2 separate regions of the Mus musculus genome follow, and region 1 is linked to region 2. A link is a contact called in public promoter capture Hi-C data. All regions are on one chromosome and are shown on one strand. The core of a region is the stretch at or near the end of the contact, and the rest is flanking DNA. Distances in the headings are between cores, read along the strand shown. Region 1 holds the start of Gnb4 (guanine nucleotide binding protein (G protein), beta 4). Region 2 holds the start of Gpr160 (G protein-coupled receptor 160).

Region 1 (3,501 bases), core at 313-2,812, 1.8 Mb after region 2:
CAGTTACAAGGCCACAGTGAGTCATTTAACATCGCCTTGCCTGTGGAAGGTATAATGTGTCCTTTGAGGAGTGACCCAGAGATGACAGAACAGAATAGCTCACTGCCCCTGATGAGAGGACAGAGCTTCAGTAAACAATTCCTTTAATAAATCTGATTAAACTAGCCAGCAAGGCAAAGAAAGGAATAGCCAAACCACCAAACTTAAATAACACACCTGAAAGAAATCAGAGAATTCACTCACTCTCCGACAATATTTGGTGATGGGGAAAAAAAAAAAAAAAAAAAAAAAAGCCCAACTTAGATACCACTCTTAGTTTTGAAATTGTCCCAGGATCTATTTCAGGATCTATTTTTAAGGAGTAAAAACACACGCTGAAATGTTTATTCATAAAAGACCAGCAACTCAGAACTGCTTCCTGTGTATTGCTCATAGGCTTAAGGCATGCAGTTAAGCAAACCACAGCACGAAGAATCAGCGTCATGGTCTAATAACGTGTAGACAAGAGGTCTGGCAATATTTATTAAATGATATTTTTAAAGTTTCTATTTCGGTTTCAAATTCACCAGCAAACCCAAATGCAAAAGCAAAAGACTCCTTAAGTGCTCTTAATCAAAATATTAAAATATACAGTAAACTTTCAGAATCAGCAATGAATGCTGGCAAAGACCAGATATACAGTTTGGTCAGACCCCTGTAAAAGACAACCTCTCTCCCTCTCACATTAGCATGCCAGCCATCACATCCTGATAAGCTGAAATATATAAAAGGTCACCACCGTCCGAGTTCGCGATATTGAAAGGGACTAATAATTACAATTCTGTCTTAAGGCAACTCCCTAGTAGGGCGCGGGTCTACAGCAGGTTATAATACTCACCTTTTTTTGGGGGGGGGGTGGATGGGAAAGGAGTAGAGAAAACAAAATCACCCACCACTGTCAGCCTTCTCTCAACTTTGAAAACGCAGAAAGAGATGCGGGGAGAAGACGAGAAAAAATAACCGCTTTCTCTAGTTCTAAACTTGCAAATATCCAAAATCCGTTATCACCCACCTTAAAAATAACCAAGCTTTGGGGACATAGTATCAGTCCAAAAACAACAACCTGAGGCTCCAGCAGCCCGTGGAGAACTTGGTGGAGATGGCGGGAGGCTGTGTGTGTGTGTGTGTGTGTGTGTGTGTGTGTGTGTGTGTGTGTGTGTGTGTGTTGGGGGGGGGGGCATTCTCTGCAGCTACCGTCCTCTAGACTCCCGGGTGGACGCACCCTCCGGCCGTCCCGGGCCTCGCAGAGCGCAGGGGAGCCCGCGTCCACACGGAGCCCCGCGCCCGGCCGCCCGCGTCCACACGGAGCCCAGCGCCCGCCACCCGCGTCCACACGGAGCCCTGACGCCCGCCGCCTGCGCTCGCCACCTACCTGGAGCCCGGCCGCCACCACCGCGCTACTGCTGGGCGCCCGGCTGCGGGTCGCGAACCGCTAGCTGGCTCCACCACACAAGACGGCGACCACACCCAGAGCCCTGCACGCCGGACGGGGCGGGGACCCGGGCGCGGCGCGCTGGGCGGGGGCGGGGGCGGGGGCGCGCGAGGCCGGGGAGAGGGTCTGGGAACGCGCCGAGAGAGCGGCGCGCGTGGCTCGGGTCGGGGCTGGCGGGAGCGAGCGCGGTCGGGGCGGGGGGCGCTTGCAGGGGCTCGGGGAACCCAGAACGCGCTTGGCCTGGGTGGAGGCTGATTGGCGCATGCAGGGCCAGGGTGCGTGTGTGTTGGGGAGGGGGCTGGCGGGGGCGCGCGCGTGGCCTGGGCCAGGGTGCAGGGGGTGGGCGCTGGCAAGGCGTGCAGCTTCTGCGGCTTTGGGAAGCGGAAAGCGCATCCCCTGCAGTTTCGATTTATCAGTGTGCCCCTGGACGCGCCGTCTAAGCTGAGTGCCTGACTTCTTCACGCCTGGGCCTGGCCTAGGCTGCTCTGCTCTGGCGGGCTGCAGGGTTGAGCCAGGAGAGCCACAGATGCAGTCTGCAATTACTGGGCTCTAAAATCTGAAGTCAATCCAGCCAAGCAGCCGTCGGTGGATGCCCGAGGTTCACTGGGAACACGAAGCTAGTGATACTGCCCTCCTCCCCACCCCCAACACCAGAACGTGCTGTAAACATTCCTGAACAAACCTATGCTCGCACAGAGCCTGCCCTCTTGACTGTCAGCTCTCGGAAGTTACTCTGTGGTCACTGATGACTGGAAGGCCTTCTCCCAGCACCCTGCCAGGTCTCTGCTCTTTAAACACTAGTGCACCTCAGTGCATCTCAAGCGACTTTGTTCGCATTTCTCCGGCGTTTTATACTGAACATGTTATAAACTAAATGTCTCCCTCCAATTTGTTTCTTCTGCAGGGGCATTGCTCCTCTCCCCACCCCCATCTTTCTTCGGAGTTAATTCCACTTTGACAGACGGTTGCTATAGCATTCTCTTTCTGACGTCAAACAATTTAAAGAAACAGAGCTGGGTAAAAGAGGCTTGCAGAGCTGTAGAAGGGTTTAAAGAATATCAGGAGAGCTTGGCACCCCCGCGGCCTTCCATTCTTCCTTATCAGCTGCTCCATATCAACCTGGAATAAAAGCCACTCATACCTACCGGCAAGGAGGCCAAACAGCAGTCTGAATGTGACTGGGGAGAAGATCTGCTCTGTGTAAAAGCCACCCCACCACAGATGTGAAAACACCAAGATACCAGGATGATGAAGTGGTTTCTCCCCAAAGTTTTGCTTTCCCTAATTAAATACTAGAAGAAAATGAAGAAGTACCAGACTTACACGTCAAAGAGTCAGGATGGTAGGTTGCAGCCGGAGTGGTCTAATTTTTGATGGCATCTTTCAGTAATAAGTCCTAAACTAGAAGGTTGGAGACAAGGGGAAGCCGGTACTTAGGGAGGACATGCATTTCTAAGGCTCCCTGCCTCAGCCTGCCTCTGTCATTTATCCCCATTTCACAGACTAGCAAACTGAGGCCCACTAGGATTCTGCTTGTTTCATGAAGTCACATAACATGGCACCTGACTAGACCAACTCAGATACTTATTTTCCTTTGTTGTGATTTCCTCCCTCATAATCCTGTGCACAAGCATGTCCCATATGGCAGGATTCTGAGAAATACTCTACTGTCAACTGTATATTGAAAGACAAGCACCTGGGGAAACTTAGTGGAAAGCCCTGGGGTACTGAATCTATTCTGGAGATGATCGGGGAAGCAGACATCCATAGCTCCAAAACATGAACTGCAGAGCCCGAAAAGATTGATGGTCTTTGATGATCTGTGAAAATTTGATGCGGACAGAAATCCTGGCTGAATAGTCCAAATACTTAAAAGAAGTAAAAAGTATTCATCACCCAAAAAAACCCACTTCATATTATATCATATTGTATTTGTTTTGTTGCCTGTCTCTTAGTTTTCTAAAAAGAACCCCTACTTTTAAAGAACAAGCCTGTGTACTGTGTGTTGGAAAGCAGAGTCAGTGAGATTT
Region 2 (3,407 bases), core at 351-2,850:
GTTTCTCACCTACATGAACTTCTCAGGAAATGGCCTCCCAGATACATCCAGAAGTGTGTTTCCATGGTGACTCCAAACCAATCAAGTTGGAGGGCAGGTTAGCCATCATAGCACTTTTCTGAATGAATTCTGTCAAAAGGGAGACAGAAGAGGCCTTGGGCTCACCTTCAGTTCCATTATTACAGAAGAGGAGAAACTGAGACGCAATGGGTCTGCCAAAATCTCGCCAACAGCTCTCCAGACAGGAGCCTCCTGGAATCTGGTATGTAGTCGTCCCAACACCTCTAGATGGGAAAGGTCTCGGGACAGCTATTAATAATACATTTGGGGATGGAAGAAGAGAGTGGGCTCAGCCTCCTGGACCATTGAGAAAGGCACTGGGAGAGTGTAGGCTGGCTCCTAGGAGCTACCGCTCCAGCCCTCTTCTAGCAAGGCACCACTCCACCGAAGGATGGCACTGCCTGCTCTGTCAAGCCTAGCAGGCAAGGTTGTTGTACAGTTAGTTAGTTTAGAGAGATGTATGGCTGGCTCTGTTTGATGTTCACACTCCAGAGATGGTGGCTGCTGTTTTTTTTAGACCCATGAACTAACTGCATACCTACTATTGTTCCTTCCCTCCTTCTCCACAAAAGGGATTCCCCCAGCCATTTCTGGCAATCTTCCATCTCTGCCCCTGGGGAGCTCTGGGCTGAAGCACCTCACAACCTCACTGGATTTCATCATTTCTCCTTTCTTCCAGGATGTTTCCTCTGAGCTGGGAGATGGGCACACCCCAGTTCCCCTTACAGCCCATATTTAACAGCCAGGGTACCTTTACTGCCCTGTCAGGCCATTTCTGAGTTCCTGGCAAGGTCAGTTCAGCCCCAGCGGGAGGTGGAAAGGCCTAGACTACAATTCCACTCATGGATCCCCTTAGAGAGCAGTGGGAAACAAGCAAGCTTGCCATGTGCTAAATGTTTAAATAACTAACAGGCCATAGGCTCTCAACAAATATTTGCTGAGTTAATACAGGCCGGCAAAGAAAGAAATGCAATATATGTTATCGCAGACTTTAATTTTGAAAAATCAGAATTTATAGTGCACTAAGGTAACTGCTTAGTGGCTCAAGTCTTGTGGTCTTGGGAGCATATTCGTCTGCAGACTGAAAGGTAAACTTGAGAAACTAGCTACAGAGCAAGAGGTGGTGGGTGACACAACGGCAGTTAGGAGCATTTCAAACTGGGATTAGATCCTCAAAGCCTGACACACTAGGAAAGAGTTTCCCCTCACCCTGCAACTCCTGCAATCTTCTGCCTACTCAGTCGGTCAACTCGGTCGCCTCTTGTCGCCCAACCCGCAGGGGGCGTCCTACGCACTGTCAACTCGGAAGTGCCCGCATGCAAGCTGTTTTTTCCAGTATGAGCTAGATGGAAGACCACAGTGTGGAGTCACGCACCTTACCCTGAGCAGTCTGGGCCTGACTACTGAAAGAAAAGAAGAGCATCCGGATTACTCCCGCAGTAACCAAAGACAGGAGGCGGGGCGGGGCGAGCGGAGGTGAGCCTCGCGTGGCCCCGCCCCTCGAGGGGACTCACCTGGGGCGGGCGGGGCGTGGGTGGGCGGGGCGAGCGGAGGTGAGCGACGCGCGGACCTGCCGCTCAGGCAGTTACGGAGGTTGGTGGCTTTTGGCTACTCACGCTACGCCAGGGACTGAGGAGTGCCAGCTGAGGTGAGCGCACGACTCGTGGAGGCCACTGGCCGGTCGCGTCGCGACGAGGCTTCCCTTCCTAGGACTCGGGGTGACGCTGCGGTGCGGAGCGGGAAGCCACCGCCGACGTCTGTGGCGGACGAGGGCAGTGTCCCACGGGCGCCCGGTTCCCCCGGGGCGGCTCCCAGCCTTCTGCAGCAGGCAGAGAGGTGAGGTGGGTGTGTGGCGTTCCTCGCGGACTTCCCGGCACTTGCGGGCACTTGCAGGGCGGTTGAACCCTGCCCGGGCGCACCGGGTCACTGCTGCTCTGCAAGGGCGGTTGGTACTGGAGCGGGGCGGCTGGCTCGGGGACCCGCCCTGGGGAGCGAGGCTTAAGCAACTTCTCTCCTTCTGCGGTGGTGGCCAAACGGTGGCAACCCTCCACCATGTCCCTGTTCCCCTTCGTCTCCAACTTGTGCAAATGATCTGATTAGGGCGTTGTTCCTTAGATCCCAGAGGTAGATCATGCCCACAGTGACAGAGGACACGCGAAAAGTGGTGCTTTATATTTATGAATGTATGCTAGCACATATTGGCATGACCTATACCTAGCATTTCCTTGTGAGTCAAGTTTTTAAGTTAACAGGTTACCTCCTATGAGAATGCCAAGTAAAATGAGAGCCCTAACAGCAAAACTTGTGGAACTTGACTGTGCCCTGGTTTTGGAATGTTCTGGATTTTGAGGAAATATTTTTAGTTTTTGAAAGGGTATCATAATTACATTTTACCATTTTAAAACATTTCTCTCTGTGTGTCTGTCTGTGTTCTGTCTTCCTGTGTGCACACACGTAAAAGAGGACAGCTTTCAGGAATAGTCTCCTCGTGTGTCAGTAGTTGCATCTCAGGTATTCTGACTTCTGGCAAGAGTCCTTAGCCCCTGTGCCATTTTGGCTGGCTCCATAATTAGATTACTTAAAAAACTGATCTTTTAGAATAACTGACTGAAGTTAAAATGTAAACTGAGGATTTGTTTCATTTTGGGGGTCTGGAGCACACTGGGCTATGAGAGATTGACAGTCAAAGAGGGATTTTAGGAATGCAAGTCCTTTCTCTGTCTAGTTTTGCAATTGTTTGATATTTCCCTTTAAAAGTTGCAACACTACCTTTTTTTTCCCCCAGAAGGTTAGTCACCACAGGTGATTCTAGTTTCAGATTCTATATCATATATAATTATGTTTCATAAATTGGATGTGAATACTGCCTCATCAGACTGATCAGAAAGGTCACAGTTTCTGCCCCGCCTCCCTCTAACACACACAAGAAGGCACACGGCACACGTGTATGTTAAATAGATTGAGTGGATGCTGGCTCAGCTTTTTTCACACACACACACACACACACACACACACACACACACACAGAGAGAGAGAGAGAGAGAGAGAGAGAGAGAGAGAGAGAGAGAGAGAGAGAGAGAGAGAGAGAACAAACAAACAGGGTTAGGTTGCCTCCAGTCAGGCAGTTTTGTATCAAATGTGTTAGCACTTTTTCCAATGGCTCAAATCCCTTCTAAGTTATACTCAGCAGAAAAACAGGCCCAGGCTTCCGGTGTGGCTCAGCAGTAGAGCATTTGCCTGACATGCTCCAGGGCCTGGGTTGGGTCTCCAGGACCCCTCAGCTCCCCAAAAGAGACCAGAGTGAACATTCATATGGTCTGCTTGTATTGTCATATGTGCCTCTGTAA

What was found. Promoter capture Hi-C pulls out the DNA fragments that hold promoters and counts their contacts.
Region 1: a promoter capture Hi-C map of pre-B cells shows a contact between it and region 2, with 5 times the contacts expected there. The contact joins the promoter of Gnb4 here to the promoter of Gpr160 in region 2. A contact is called at or near these places in 4 of 39 promoter capture datasets (hippocampal neurons, liver and pre-B cells).

Annotation. Positions count from the first base shown.
Region 1 is chr3:32,615,028-32,618,528 of GRCm38.p6, forward strand. It overlaps Gnb4 (guanine nucleotide binding protein (G protein), beta 4), which reads right to left and starts at 1,563. Exons shown (of 10, transcript NM_013531.5): 1 at 1,412-1,563. It overlaps Gm52622 (a long non-coding RNA gene), which reads left to right and starts at 1,584. Exons shown (of 2, transcript XR_003954599.1): 1 at 1,584-2,250; 2 at 2,376-3,457.
Region 2 is chr3:30,854,350-30,857,756 of GRCm38.p6, forward strand. Gpr160 (G protein-coupled receptor 160) reads left to right here and starts at 1,601. Exons shown (of 4, transcript NM_001134385.2): 1 at 1,601-1,896. It overlaps Gm42199 (a long non-coding RNA gene), which reads right to left and starts at 1,460. Exons shown (of 3, transcript XR_880730.3): 1 at 1,270-1,460; 2 at 1-129.